4 separate regions of the Sus scrofa genome follow, and all the other regions are linked to region 1. A link is a contact called in public HiChIP or PLAC-seq data. All regions are on one chromosome and are shown on one strand. The core of a region is the stretch at or near the end of the contact, and the rest is flanking DNA. Distances in the headings are between cores, read along the strand shown. Region 1 has its middle 26 kb from the start of PIGM. Region 2 overlaps CFAP45 (cilia- and flagella-associated protein 45). Region 3 has its middle 11 kb from the start of CFAP45. Region 4 holds the start of TAGLN2 (transgelin-2).

What was found. HiChIP or PLAC-seq counts read pairs in DNA pulled down with a chosen protein or histone mark.
Region 2: a contact with region 1 is called in an H3K27ac HiChIP or PLAC-seq map of alveolar macrophages. The contact joins two enhancer-like sites. A contact is called at or near these places in 12 of 47 Hi-C or Micro-C datasets (alveolar macrophages, blood, embryonic fibroblasts and 7 more) and 1 of 2 datasets of contacts at active chromatin or transcription factors (alveolar macrophages).
Region 3: a contact with region 1 is called in an H3K27ac HiChIP or PLAC-seq map of alveolar macrophages. The contact joins two enhancer-like sites. A contact is called at or near these places in 4 of 47 Hi-C or Micro-C datasets (embryonic fibroblasts, mesenteric adipose tissue, retroperitoneal adipose tissue and 1 more) and 1 of 2 datasets of contacts at active chromatin or transcription factors (alveolar macrophages).
Region 4: an H3K27ac HiChIP or PLAC-seq map of alveolar macrophages shows a contact between it and region 1. The contact joins the promoter of TAGLN2 here to the enhancer-like site in region 1. A contact is called at or near these places in 1 of 5 promoter capture datasets (liver), 22 of 47 Hi-C or Micro-C datasets (alveolar macrophages, blood, brain and 13 more) and 2 of 2 datasets of contacts at active chromatin or transcription factors (alveolar macrophages and skeletal muscle).

What each region holds. Positions count from the first base shown.
Region 1 is chr4:90,485,541-90,489,250 of Sscrofa11.1, reverse strand. No RefSeq gene overlaps it. Among named protein-coding and RNA genes, the nearest start is that of PIGM, 26 kb to the right of the region's middle. Within about 2 kb of position 1,615, at least 2 of the 83 cell types and tissues checked have an H3K27ac peak or open chromatin away from gene starts, as enhancers often do. A contact at or near this core is called in alveolar macrophages, where this site is marked.
Region 2 is chr4:90,602,428-90,606,137 of Sscrofa11.1, reverse strand. CFAP45 (cilia- and flagella-associated protein 45) reads right to left here. Exons shown (of 12, transcript XM_021089586.1): 3 at 2,045-2,181. Among named protein-coding and RNA genes, the nearest start is that of CFAP45, 10 kb to the right of the region's middle. Within about 2 kb of position 1,592, at least 20 of the 83 cell types and tissues checked have an H3K27ac peak or open chromatin away from gene starts, as enhancers often do. A contact at or near this core is called in alveolar macrophages, where this site is marked.
Region 3 is chr4:90,581,040-90,584,749 of Sscrofa11.1, reverse strand. No RefSeq gene overlaps it. Among named protein-coding and RNA genes, the nearest start is that of CFAP45, 11 kb to the left of the region's middle. Within about 2 kb of position 1,624, at least 63 of the 83 cell types and tissues checked have an H3K27ac peak or open chromatin away from gene starts, as enhancers often do. A contact at or near this core is called in alveolar macrophages, where this site is marked.
Region 4 is chr4:90,564,374-90,568,083 of Sscrofa11.1, reverse strand. It overlaps TAGLN2 (transgelin-2), which reads right to left and starts at 1,812. Exons shown (of 5, transcript XM_003125672.5): 1 at 1,487-1,812.

The sequences.
Region 1 (3,710 bases), core at 366-2,865:
AAACCCCTAGCCTCGTGGCTCCTAGTCGGATTCGTTAACCACTGTGCCACGATGGGAACTCCTCAAAAGAAATTAAATCGAAAACATTTTCATGAGCCCCCCCCCCCCCAATATCATGGCCCCTAGACACTGATTCCCCAGCTTTGTGGGCAAGTCGCGCCTCCCACGACTGAAGCCTGCACCGCACAGGTGCGCAAACCGGCCTCTTCACCTGGGCGCCGACAGCAGCGCCCTCTGTTGGCAGCAACTGCTGCAGCGATCCCAGCAGACAACTGGGAAGCCCAAGTTGCCTTTTTTATCTTTTATTTTTTTTAAGGGACCAGTGACCATGATTCAAATGGCCTCTCTGCTTCAACCTGAGCACCACGGGGAATCTTCAAAGCAGTCATGAGTCTAATCAAACCAGTCCTTGAACTGTTGGTTCCTTGATCCAGAGGGTTCTCTGCCTCTAGGCATTGGAGCACATGGAGTGGCAATGGGATTCTATCATAATAAAATTGCATTTCCTTAAAAATAGCTACTTGAAATCTTAGGAATTCTGAAAAACAGAAGTTAAGTGTTGTATAAGGTGGATTTCCATAGCAAAGTGTAACACAATTTGCATTACGCATGAGGATAGAGCCACAACTTTTCGAATTAATAATTATCGAAGCTGGACTGGAGGCATGGCTCACAACATAACTACTCGGCGTTGCTTCTACAGTGGCTCGACCCCTGGCACAGGAACTTCCATATGCTGTGGGTGTGGCCGCTTGATTTTTTGTTAGTTTTTTTTTGTTTTGTTTTAAATAATAATTATCAAAGCAACCAATACCATAAGGCCATGGATCCATGAATTCCCATTTCACTAAAGCCTCCACTTGGCAGCCTATATAGCTATTCACTGAATATGAATGTTCCCAACCAAAATACTGCCAAAGCAATTAAATCAAAGCATTAAATCTGTGGCTGAAAACTTACGGGAAAGCATTTATATTTATTTATCAGATGATGTGTTCCTGCATTGACAGCATCATTAGTTAAGCACATCGTTTGTTGAAACCTGTTCTGGATTACTTTTGAAAGCAGAACAAATAAAATAAAAATAAATTTGAAAATAAACTGAACTATTTGGCATGTTCAATCATTAGGTGAAGAATTGTTTTGTAGTTTATCAGTTTTGTAAATTCACATGGTGACATATCAAGTTTCCCCAAGCAGGGAGGGATACACCTGTAAAAGATTAGAACCCACAGGTCTTGTTTTACATAAATAATTGTATTGTGTTATGACATTGTGAAACAATCAGAGAACTCCTTAGCCTCTTCCGACCTAGTTCCCACATTTTTAAAACAAAAACTTGGGCTTGTCTGTAGTTCTCAAATGATTTTAGCTATGAAAACACTTTTCATCAGGTGAAATAATCATAGCTAACAATGACAGTTAATCTTTGTGTTTTCACATTTCATCTTCACGGCAGCATATGATCAGTGTTGTTATACCGCAGTTGAAGAAACTGAGGGCAGAAGAAGTTAAGTAACATGCTCTAGATCACACAGCTAACCACAGAGCCAGAATTCAACCCCAGTCATGTCAACTTCAAGCCTCGTGCACTTTAATCATTTGAAACCCTCCCTGTGAAGCAAAGAGGAGGACTTTGCTGATTGAAGAGAAAGTGGGGGTTCCCCAGATGGGATGAGTTGGATTCTACTTCTCATCCTAGGAGTTCAGTTTAGGAAACGCCTGTTTTTTTCCTTAAAAAAATAAAATAAAAAATAAAAAGGGTTTCAACTAAGAGTTTTGCCCTTTATATCTAGTCAAATAACTTTTTAAAAAAATCATCATGATTAAAACAGATTTTAAAATTATCATAGCTCTCTCTTCGGTCATCCCATCTCATCTCATCCCCAAACCCCCTACCCCCCAACCCCCGCCCCCGAATCACTCCAACTCCCTGCGGCCTCCTTCAACCCTCCAACTCCCGGCGGCCTCCATCAAAAGATTCCCAGCAGTCTGCTGACCCGGAATTAAGAAAATCAAGTAAAATTCAGCTGAAGACCATATGCACAATAAAATGGCATATAGTGACATCTACTGGTACATTTTGGCATTGCAGCCAATTCCTTTTACAGGCAAAAAAGGGAACCGGTGGCTAAACCCTACGAAGTTGCAGGTATAAATTAAATAGGAGAAATTCCTGTCATATGGAAAAAGCAGTGAGGGAGTCCTTGGAATTTTCCAGTACAGTTAAAAGCCTGAATTATGGTTCTGTCTTTTCCATCATTAGCTGTGCAGATTTGGTGATGTCACTTGGTGTCTTCGCCTCAGGACTCTCACGCGGGCTTTATCATTGCGTCTTCAAATCACTAAGGGGCCACGTCAGAGAGGCAGGGCCAAGAGAGGGTGGCTCCTCTCCTCCCCTCTAATTCTGGCACTTTTTATCTCTTCATATGCTAATTTTTAAAAATCTTATTCTATTTTCAAAAAGAATTCCACAGCTCTTTTCAAAAGTTTCTCAAAATTCTCTTTCTACTGTAAAGACCTGGCCAACCTATGTCAGCATTTACTGTGCCTACCACATTTTAAGGTCCTGTACCAACTCTTTAGGAGCTACAGCAAGGGAGTCCCAGCCCCCTTCTCTTGAAGAACTTACAATGTGATCGTGGAATAAAACCAGCACGTCATCTACTCCTCCCTTAACTAAGCATTTTTGTCAAGCCAGCTGGGATGTTTTTTCTCTGTGATCATATCTCTGATTTTATAACACAAGTCAACGGGAGAGAGACTTCTTTTTATAGTCAATCTTGCTGGAAGGCATCTTTGCTATAAAAACGAGTGTTTCAGGAGACTCTTGGGAAGAAGTAGTGATGGAGTTGAGATCCACTGTCATCACTATGTAACAGTGTTCCTTCTCATGGGAAGTGTATTAGATTAAGAGACCTCATGAGCATTATCTGCGATTCTTTTTTTTTTTTTTTTAATCTATCTTTTTTTTCAGTTGTTGTCTTTTTGCTATTTCTTGGGCCACTCCCGTGGCATAGGGAGGTTCCCAGGCTAGGGGTCGAATCGGAGCTGTAGCCACAGGCCTACGCCAGAGCCACAGCAACTCGGGATCGTTAACCCATTGAGCAAGGGCAGGGACCGAACCCGCAACCTCATGGTTCCTAGTCGGATTCGTTAACCACTGCGCCACGACGGGAACTCCTATCTGCGATTCTTGAGCAAAGTACATAAGGTTCTGAGGGGCTCGACCCAGAAAACCGGCTATATATCTGCAACAAGGGAAGACACATAAGAGAGCTTCAAATTTCCCATTAAAAGTTCATCTTCATTTAGAAATCAAGATGTTTGCGTTTTAAACATTTTTATTAAAGAATGGAGAGTTGGAGTTCCCTTACAGCCTAGCAGTTAAGGACTCCGCCATGTCACTGCTGTGGCTCGGGTTGCTGCTGCGGTGTAGGGTCACTCCCTGGCCCGGGAACTTCTGCATAGAGCAGGTGCCGCCAGAAAAGGTGGATATTCAGACTAGCTCCATTGGTTATTCTCAGAGGCCTTGCTGTGGGCCCCCTGCTGCACTCAGCTCCAGTATTATTTAGACAAATGAAGAATCCTACCTTCCGTACAGGCCCAGCAGTGGCACAGGCAGTGCCTGAAAATTGCTTAGCATTGAGTTGCAAAAGGAAAAAGCCATTTAAAAAGAAAGAAATCAAGTTATTTGGGCACATCTCTGT
Region 2 (3,710 bases), core at 343-2,842, 120 kb before region 1:
GTGGAAACAAATCTGACTAGGAACCATGAGGTTGTGGGTTCAATCCCTGGCCTCGCTCAGTGGGTTAAGGATCCGGCGTTGCCATGAGCTGTGGTTGTGGTGTAGGTCACAGACGTGGGGCTCGGATCTGGCGTTGATGTGGCTCTGGTGTAGGCCGGCAGCTGTAGCTCTGATTAGACCCCGAGCCTAGGACCCTCCATATGCCGGGGTGTGGCCCTAAAAAAGACAAAAGACAAAAAAAAGAAAAGAAAAAAGAAAAAGTTATGGTTTCCAAAGTGGACGGGTTGGGGGGTGGGGGTGATGGAGAGGGGGTTTTCGATTAGCATATGCACACTGGGGTATACGGAACAATTGCCAGGGGGAACCTGCTACATAGCGCAGAGAGCTCTACCCAGTATTCTGTGATAACCTATGTGGAAAAAGAATCTGAGAGAGAATAGATATGTATATATGCATGACTGGGTCACTTTGTTGTACAGCAGAAATTTTTCACAGCCTTGTAAATTATTCTTCAATAAAACTTAAAATAAATAAATAAATAAATATTATTGTTTCAAAACGAAAACAAAAAGCAATCTGTTTCCTTTGCTGGATCACAAGCTCCTTCAGGACACAGACTCTGTCTTAATCTCCTGGGCAGCCTCGTCTCTGGCACAGCACTGGGCACAGAGGGAGGACTCAAAATAAAGCTCTTGAGCTGAACTTTTAAAAATCGATGATTCCTCAAGGATGACATAAAAAGGACAAGGGGACGCCAGACAAGGATGGAGTGGATGCCAGTGAGAAACAAAAACATCGCTGTGCATCCAGCCCAGAGAGAAGCTTTGAACCTTAAATATTAATTAAAATCTCTGAACTACAATAGTCAGAGACATGTCTATAGACCTTTCCAGCCGCCCAACGCATTCAACAAACCAATAGATAATTATAATGATTACAAACAAATGACATACATTAAAGATGGAGCAGGGGGTGGGGATAAAGCTGCTTCTGGGTGAGGCAATTTAACAGGTACGTGGCAATGAGACACAGATGGTCCAAGGCCGGAAGTGAAACCTCATCCAATAAAACTACTGGGGGGAGCTGTCCAGGAGGTGGATGAATCAATGAGTGGACTTGAGTTCTTAGCCAAGATTTTGTGGTTCACTGGGTGGCATGGCCCCAAACAGCCTGGGATCTGGGATGACCAGGAATGATCTGAATCTGAGACTGCATCTCGCACTGCTCTCAGCCATCCTGACAAGTCGCCAGCAACTTCACCTCCACTGTGTTTTCAGGCCTGGATCAGTCCAAGGAGCCCTGAGCACACCTGACCGGTTGAGGCCAGAGCTGACCAGACCATGCTCCTGAGGTTGTGTCCAAGCTGTGCCTCCCCAGCTCCATGACATAGGCTGCATTTTCTGGGAATTCAAGTTTTTAGTAGGTAGAGTCACAGTAGGAAGAACGGCTTAACAAATGAAGCACCAGCACAAGAGCTAAACCACTGAGTGACAGTGTTGGCTCATTTCTCTTGGCTGAGCTGGACCTAAACCCCACAGGAGGGGCCCAATTGAGGAGGCAGCTCGTCAGGAAACCGTGCTGAGCTAATCCCAAAGGAACCCAAGAGCCCTTGGGAATTTCCTCTTCTGGTCTCAGAGCCTGGGAAGAAGCCATGGGGCTAATTAAGCATCTGGTCAGTTTCCCTTTGCTTCAGAGTCCTGATGCAGCCAAAAGGAAATGACTCATCTGGACATTTCCCTTTACCAAGTGCACTAATGGGGGCCCAAAGCGGACCCCCAAGCCCCTCCCCTCTACCAGCTCTGTAGGACACACAGCAGCTGGAAGAAAGGAAAGAAAAAAAAGCTGGGAATCAAGGACAGTGGCAATAATAGATACAGGTGGGGAGAAACAAAAGACACCACAATGGAGAAGGGTAACCATGAGACAAAAGGGGGAAATGAGCAGGAAAGAGGTGGGGTCTGCACTAACAGAATGCAACCAGGTGGGTTTCCCCATGTTCCCGCACAGGTCCTCAGCAGAAGGTCACCATGCCCTGGGTACTCACATGAGCTCCCGGACCATGTCCCGGGTGATGAGCTGGATGGTCTCTGGCTTGTGGTCCAAGCCCAGGGCAGTGAGAGTTTTCCGAATGGCATGCTTATCTCGGAGCAGTACTATGGGGCTATCGCTCTGGTTCAGGGGCTGTGGGGTCAGGAAGGACAGTTTGAAGCTGGTCACTCCACTTCCTGCTGGTAAGTCCTAACTTCAAGTGTAGCCCCTCTCCTGGGGATTCCACCACATCCAGCAGCAGGGGAGGCTGGTTGGGGGCCAGACTGCAGGACCACCAACAGCAGCCACGGTGCTGAGAAAGCAACGTGGTGTTCTGCCCTTGGACGTGGCCAGGTGGGCTCTGTACTGACCAGCTCTTCTGAGAACAAGGCTTCTCTATTATGTGTATAGATACTTCCAGAGAGATGGGGATGTGGATGGGGTGGGGTGGGATAGGGGTGGGGAAGGTGGCTAGTGGGTGTCCATTCCTAACCTAAAACCATCAGGAATGAAAATCTGGGGTCTCTGGGTTCTCCTTCCATGGTTTACAAAAGAAAAAATAATTAACCCTCTGTGGGTTTGAAACATACTATTTTTTACAGTCTTATCCAATCTACCATGTTTGTTATTTTTAACCCTTTTTAATGATTCATTTACTTTGATCCCTGCCTCCCAAAAAAAAGCCATATTAAGGATGGCTGGTGAAGACCTGCCCTTAAATCTAATGAAGTGTGAAAATCAGTGAGTTAGAATTTAGCAAGGAGAATACAAATTAGATATACGACTGGGGTTGGTGAGGGGGGCAGATTTTCTGACCATGAAGAAATTAGATAATAAGAAAATGAAATCACTTGTTTCAGGAAATTTTGAACACAAGAGAGAACGTAGTATCTGCGATCCTGAGTGGAGGCAGGGGCGTGGCCTCCGTGGGGACGTGGCCTCCGTGGAAGCCCGTCCTGGCTGGAGAATCTCACTTTGCACGTCTGTCCCGGTCCGTCCCGGAGTGCTACTGCCACCTGGTGCCCATCTCTGCTTCCAAGGGGCACAACTCAGTCAGGCCACAGGCCACTTCTGCCCCCTACTGCCGGCTGAGAAACTTCCGGACTCTCCCCCAGCAATAACGCCAAAAGACGACGCCTGGAGAACCAGGCCCTTTCCAAATCTAGCTTCGGACCCAAAACAAACAAAATGCCTGTAGGTGAGATTGCATGCTTTGATTCTTCTCCTTGTCAGTAGGAAAACTGCTGTAGAATGGGGGTCTTCTAATGGAGAAGACCTCTGGAAAGCCTTTTTTTTTTTTTTTTAGGGCCACACCTGCAGCATATGGAAGTTCCCAGGCTAGGAGTTGAATCTGAGCCCCATCTGCAATCTAACCCGGCTTGCAGCAACTCCAGATCATTAACCCACTGAGGGAGGCCAGGGATCAAACCTGCATCCTCAGGGATATCTTCAAGTTCTTAACCCACTGAGCCACAGTGGGAACTCCCTGGAAAGTCCTTTTTGATTCATAATGAGGATAGTGACCTCTCCCCAGTCCACCCACAGCCATAGGTAGTCACACCAGTATTCACCCCACCACCGGTATCCTTCTTTTTTCCTTCCAGTTTTATTGAGACATAGTTGACACAGAGCAGTGTGTAGGTTTAAGGTGTACAGCATAATTATTCGATTTTCATCCACCA
Region 3 (3,710 bases), core at 375-2,874, 95 kb before region 1:
ATTTTTTCCAACCCTACCATGGACCACGACAGCTTCCACATTTCTGTAGAAGAGTTCGTGTTAGGTGCATGGAGTTGTTGGTCAGTGGTGATTTATTGCCCTTCTTTTCTCTGAGCTCCTTTGCTGTATACACACATCCTGGCAGTTCTCCAGGACTGAGGCCCCACCTCCTTCCAGGACAGCTCTCCGGTGACTTGTTCTCCTGGGGCAGCACAGTGAAGAAGGAAAGCAGTGACTGATTTTGGAGCCAGACCAGCTTGAGCCCCTGGCGCAGCCACTTAGAGCTGAGAGACCGCAAGTAATCTGCCGAACCACCTGGGCCCCGTGTCTCATCTATGAGATGGATAATAGCCCAAGAGAGAGGTGCTGTGAAAAGAGCAGACCGGGCTCAAAAATCATTTTGCAGTAGTTCCTGTCGTGGCTCAGTAGAAAAGAATCTGACTAGCATCCATGAGGATGCAGGTTTGATCCCTGGCCTTGCTCAGTGGGTTAAGGATCCGGTGTTGCCGTGAGCTGTGGGGTAGGTTGCAGATGTGGCTTGGATCTGGCGTTGCTGTGGCTGTGGTGTAGGCGGGCAGCCACAGCTCCAATTCCACCCCTGGCTGGGGAACCTCCATATGCCGAGGGTGCGGCCCTAAAAAAACAACAACAAAAAATCATTCTGCACAGTGCCTGGTGGTTTTCTTCCCTCTCTCTTTCCGCAGAGCAAGGGGATATAGGGGGGTGGGGACAAATGTCTTTGTCCTCAGGGTCATGTAAACACAACCAGGAATCAGATTGTAAATCCTTTAAGTTGCACAGATGCCCGAGACACTATTTCACGACCCCCTTCTTCCTGGAATACTTGAACTCTCAAAATTGCCTCAAGTCTTTCTAAAACAAAGCGTGGCTTAAAACATAAATAACGACTTACATGCATGAATTCTTTTACTCCAGGAATTTGCTGCCTTCCTGCTTTCTTCAAAAACCCTCTCTTTCCCATTCTTTACACTGTGGGCCTTCCTGCTACAGCCTGAGAGACCCAGGCAAGGGGCAGAGGTGGGGGAGAGGGCTTGAGGAGTAGGAAGATTTGGGGAGGCAAGAAGAAAGAGTAAGGGGGGGAGTGGAACTGGGGGAGGAAGATGGTTAGGGTGAGAGTGGAAAGGGGAGTACTAGGCAATGCCTGTGGCTGGCTGGAGGCCCTGGGTCCAGAGCTGGGAGGGAGGGAAAGGGAGAGGGTGCAGGCTAGAAGGGCAATGTCACCCTCCATGGGGGAAGTGCTCCTTCTTGGGGGGAGCCATGCTCAAGAAGCTGAACTTCCAGAGCCGTGACAGAGGGAGCCCCACGTGGGCTGATCATACCTCCCCACTACCTCAACCTTCTTACCGGGCCACATTCCCAATGGGCAGATAACCCTCAGGCCAAGGAGAAAGATATGAATAAATCTGCGGCCTCCCCTACTTTTTCAGAATCTCATCTCCACTATCCCGCCCACTCCAGGCCCTAGGGCCAGCGTTGCCCTGGTGCCCTGGACACGCCTCCACAGGCCTGGCACCAGCTTTCCCTCCTACGTGACCAGCACGGGCCCTGGACTGGGTGGCGGATGCTGAGATAAGGCCAAGGAAGGGAAAACCGCCAGAGCCAGGAAGTTACACAGCCTGGTTCCCCTGGTAACCCAGCCACAGTCACCAAAACAGTACTGGGTGGGGGTGGGGCGGGGACAACTCCCATTCAAGGCACAGCCAGGGCTGGCCCAGACCTCAGTTTTCTTGTTGGAGAAACTTCTCGATGAATCTCCTAGGACAGTGCTGCCTAAGAATTATGGGGGAGGCCCATTTAACAGGCAAATTCAAGGCACGACCCCCACCCCCTCCACCACAGATTCTTGGCCTAATAGGTCTCATAGGACTAATGCGGATCTGCATTTCTAACCAGCACCCCCAGGAGATCCCAATGCTGGCAGTCTGAGGACATCGCTCAGAGGGTGGCAGGATTGGGGGAAGATACAGGATGGAGCCTGAGCATCCCAACCATCCTGTGTCTCCTGGCGTCTACAGCCAGCACATCTCCAGGGATGCATGACGTGGGTATTTTCAACATCCAGTGACCTGCATGCTAGTACATGCAGAACCAATTCAAAACCATGAACTTGGGCTGAACTCCTTCTGGGCCTGGTAGGACTCATCTGAGAACCATGAGCCATCTGAAGACGCATCTGATGATTCTGGCCCATCGCTTAGAGTCTCTAGGTTTTAGTTTCTCCCTTCTCTCCCAAGGATGTAAATGTATTCAGGCCTTCCTGGGAGGTAACACAGCTCCCTGGAATTAATAGGCATGGCTGTACTTGTGAAAGTACAACCCTTAGCTATTGTCCCGGTGGTTGGGACAGCTTTTTTTGCTGGAGGTCAGGGAGCCTTGAGGACAGAAACCCCAAGGGGCAGGATCCTTTCTGTAGCTGCCAGATCTCCCTTTGCCCTGGAGAGGTGGCTGCTGCAGAGCTGAACTTCCGGTACCTCTTCCTCAGCCTAACCGCTCCCTTCCTCACTGTGGCCCTGGTCTCCACCCACAGAAAAGCCACAGTGCATGCTGGCTGCAGGCTGAACCCTTCCCCAAGGTCAGCCACTAGGCTGGGGAGCTCCATGATGGGTCGAGCAATTAATTTGGACTTCTTCTGCCACGAGTTTAAATCCCAATTTAGGAGTTCCCGTTGTGGCTCAGTAGTTATGAACCTGACTGGTATCCATAACGACTCAGGTTTGATCCCTAGCCTTGCTCAGTGGGTTGAGGATCCAGTGTTGCTGTGAGCTGTGGTGTAGGTCACAGATGCGGCTAGGATCTGGCATTGCTGTGGCTGTGGTGTAGGGCAGCAGCTATAGCTCTGATTCACCCCCTAGCCTTGGAACCTCCATATGCCCTAGGTGCGGCCCTAAAAAGACAAAAACAAACAAACAAACAAACAAATAAATCCGAGTTTAGTAGTTCCTGTTGTGACTCAGTGGTAATGAACCTGACTGGTACCATGAGGACACAGGTTTGATCTCTGGCCTTGCTCAGTGGGTGGAGTATCTGGCATTGCTGTGAGCTGTGGTGTAGGTCACAGATGTGGCTCAGATCTGGCGCTGCTGGGGCTGTGGTGTAGGCCAGCAGCTACGGCTCAGATTCGATCCCTAGCCTGGGAACTTCCACATGCCGAAGGCAGCCCTATAAAGAAAAGAAAAAAAAATCAATCCAGTTTAGCTACCTGTTGGGTCCTGCAAGTTACTTTTGCTCTCTTAGCCTCAGTTTCCTCATCTGTACAATGGGAAAGAATAATGTTTTTTGCCAGTGGTCAAGCCCCTTCTCCTGGATTTCCCATCCCAGCTACAGACACAGTTGTCTTAGTGGCTGAAGCCAGTAGCCTGTCTTTCTGGATCCCTCTTCTGCTTCCTCACTCTGCATAGTCAGTCAGGGTACTAAACAATTTTGAAATCCATTCTCCTTTTTCCATCCCCACTAGCCCTCCTTGCGCAGGAGGCTGTCATTTCTGCCTAGACTGCTGTAGTAACCTCCTGGAGTCAGCTTGCCTCACTCACTAGTCTTCTCCAAGCCGGGGCCATTCTCTAGCCTTACAGCCTAAGGAAACAGGCTGAAGTAAAACCCAACTCTTGGAGTTCCTGTCATAGCACAGTGGTTAACGAATCCGACTAGGATCCATGAGGTTGTGGGTTCCATCCCTGCCCTTGCTCAGTGGG
Region 4 (3,710 bases), core at 563-3,062, 79 kb before region 1:
GTTAAGAGTAGGGTGGAGGAGACTGGAAGTTATTCGAGTTTGGGAGTAGCGAGGGAGACTTAAGGAAATAGTTCAGGAGAAGATGAAATGCCCTGGGAACAAGTGAGCCCCATACCTGAAAATCCTGGAGGGAGAGGGGATGGGGGGTGAGGGGAGGTGGGGGGAGAAAAGGAAGCCAGTCCCCAGTAGGCAAAAGAGGGATTGACTGGGGCAGTGGAGTGAGGGTGGGGGTGGGGATGGGGGGAGAAGTGCAACTGGACAAAGACCCTTTGGATTCTGGGCAGGTAGGGCCCTGCTGCTGGCCCCACCCTACCTTGGCCTCCTCTGCAGTTTTAAGTCTTCTCTGTGGACCAGGAAGGAGAACTCGGGAGTGAAGCTGGAAACGGGGAACCGGCCCTCTGTCTGGTGCTCTGGAGTCAGAAAACTAGGAGAGCCTCCTGCACCGGATCTCCACACCAGTCCATCCTCACTTCTGCTCACTGATAGCACGTTTCCCCCTGAATCTCACGGGTACCGGCTCCTGGAGACTCCAGGAGGCCTGCAGAGCCGGGGTGAAGGGGTGGAGGCCAGGCGGCAGTCCATTTCCGGTCCTGCTGGTCCGGCCCCCACAGCCGCCCCCCTCGCCACACCCTGGGCCGTTACTGGGATGAGTCACCCACCGCCCGCCGCTGGGGTGACGCAGTGGTCTGGGCAGCCCGCCCGCCCGCGGCCACCACCGACTTTCCCAGCAGTAGGGGGCAAGGAGTGGGGGCATCGGCTCCCGTAGGGGCTGGAGGCGCGGGAAAGCCGCCACCCTCCCCCAACACCACCGCCTACAGGCAGGGCACCCCGGGGCGCGGTCAGAGCTGCAGCCTCCCAGATGTCTGAGATCAGGGGACTCTCCTCAAGGCGACTGGGGCTTTAACTCCCGGCGCCAACCCTGGAAGGGGAGGCCACTGCGGGACCCGCGCACGGAGCCCCCTTGCTCCAAACCGCGCCTCGGAGTCCCTAGAAAAAAGATCTGCAGGAGAATAAAGAGAAAGGACTGGGACGCAGAGGGCAAGCAGCACCCACACGTGTTCCTGGAATCAGGAAGTGAAGGGTCGCGCGGGAAGCCCCGGCGGCGCGGAGCGGGCCAGGGTGGGCGCTGGGACCCTGTACGCCCCGTCCCTCGGGGCCAGTCCCTGACGCCCTCCTTTCCTCACCCTAGCACGGATCTGGAGCTGAAGTCCGCGGGAGGGACGCAGTCCCCACGTCCCTGATCCAGACAGACGCCCCGTCTATGCACCCGCAACACCGCCTGACCTCATGGCTCAACAATGCGGGGTCAGAGTCTGAGGACAGACCTGACAGCCCGGGGCGGGGCAGAGCAGTCATCGGACCCCTGCCTGCGAGCCCTTGGTCCCCAAGCTCACAGGAGCAGGTCGCAAGCTCGGGCTTCCTGCAGCCTAGAGACCGCGCACATCCCCCCTCCCCCGCCCCGACGGACCCCCTCCCTCCAGCTCACCTTTCACTCAGGCAGGAGAATTGCGCACTTAAGACTGGGGCTGCCGCGCGAATGGAGCGCCTGGGCTGGGCCGGGGGTTTTCAGCAGGCTCCCGCCTCGGACGGGGCGGACCAAAGGCGGGGCAAGGCCGAGAGGGTTTAAAGGCGCCGCACTGCAGAAGCGGAGGGCAGTGCTTAAGAGATGGGGCTGGAGACCAGAACCTGGGTTAAAGGATCTCAAGACAGTAGCCTCCGCCCTGGAGAACTTCTACACCTACCCTAGAACCCGTAAACTTGTGCCCCAGTGGGAAACTTTCTGCCTAGGTTAGCGCAAGAAGGGCGTTTTTTACGTGCGAAGAAGCCTCTTGGTTTAAAAAGGATGTTTAGGTAAACAGAGGCACAGGAAGACACTCCCCACCCACCCCCCCACAATTGACTAGGGTGTGACATGCAGGCCAGGACAGCTCCCGGACTTGGTCTTGCTCCCCACCTTCTTCAAGCCTGGGCAGAGACTAACAGTGAAGTCATTCCTTTCTCAGGGCCTAAGGGGTGTGACCAGTGTTGGGACCCAGGGTTCAGACTTGACTTTTTCCCCTTCATCTCCTCCTCCATGACCTGGCATCTCTTTTTTTTTTAATTTTATTTTATTTTATTTTTTTTATTTTCCCACTGTACAGCAAGGCCTGGCATCTCTTAAATCCTGGAGGGATCAGAAGAAGAGCCCTCAGGGAGTTCCCGTTGTGGCTCAGGGGCAACAAACCTAGTATCCATGAGCTGTGGTGTAGGCTGGCAGCTGCAGCTCTGATTGGACCCCTAGCCTAAGAACTTCCATATGAAATAGGTGCAGCCCTTAAAAAGAGAGAGAGGAGGAGGAGGCTGGCAGTTCCTCCATCTCTGATGGTGGAGGAGAACATCATTTGTGGTGGATGGAGTCCCTGCTTGCAGCTATCAGTGTAGTTTTATTTATTTTTTGGTTTTTTTTTTAAATTTTTTTGTCTTTTCAGGGTCGCATTTGCGGCATATAGAAGTTCCCAGGCTAAGGGTCCAATCAGAGCTGCAACTGCCAGCCTATACCATAGCCACAATAATGTGGGATCAGAGCCGTGTCTGCAAACTGCACCACAGCTCACAGCAACTACAGATCCTTAGCTCACTGAGCAAGGCCAGGGATCGAACCTGTGTCCTCATGGATACTAGTTGGGTTCGTAACCTCTGAGCCATGAACTCCATCAGTGGAGTTTTCATAGCTGTTAGACGATCCCATATATGCTGGTTTTTAAGGACATCAACAACCAATGCCCTCCTACTTCTCCATTCTCTCTTCCCCATACTCCCTTCCTGAATATTCCAGTGCACACTGACACCCTGGGAGGCCAAGTCTTTTCACTCCTCCATGCCTTCACATAGGCTGTTCCTCCTTCCCTTGACTGTCTTCTCACCTGCCCTACCCCTCATGGACTTTGTGACCTCGGGGCAAATCACTAAAGCTCTACACCCCAGCTCCCTGGTCTATAAAAATAGAGCTAATGGTACTACTTACCTTAGAGTGGTAGAGAATTAAATGATACATGTGAAGAGCTTAGAGCAGTGCCCGGCACACAGTGAGTGCTCAGCTGACAGCTATTATCATTGCTCCCACTTTCTGTGAGGATGCCTGCAGAGGCCCACCCCAGAGGTAGCATTTGTCCCAGCACAAGCTGTAAGCATTCACTGTTGGCTGACTCCTTCCTTCTTGCTACCCTAGTAACCAACACATAGCTTTGTCAGAGGACTTGTCATATCATCCTGTGACTATTTTTTTTTTTTTTTTTGCCTTTTTGTCTTTTTAGGGCCGCACCTGCGGCATATGGAGGTTCCCTGGCTAGGAATCTAATCGGAGCTGTAGCCACTGGCCTATGCCAGAGCCACAGCAATGCCAGTTCTGAGCTGCATCTGCAACTTACATGACAACTCACGACAAGGCCGGATCCTTAACCCACTGAGCAAGGCAAGGGATCGAACCCGCAACCTCATGGTTCCTAGTCAGATTCGTTTCTGCTGTGCCATGACGGGAACTTCCTGTGACTATTTCTTTGCTTGCCTGCTTCATCCACTAGAAAGAACTCCCCTGAGGGCAAAGACATGACTTTTGTACTTTCTACTTCAGTATCTAGCTCAAAGCTGGTCTTCAGATTCAGAAGCTGACCTCTTTAGGCATTCAATAAATGCTTTTTTTTTTTTTTTTTTTTTTTGGCTGCGCCTTCAGC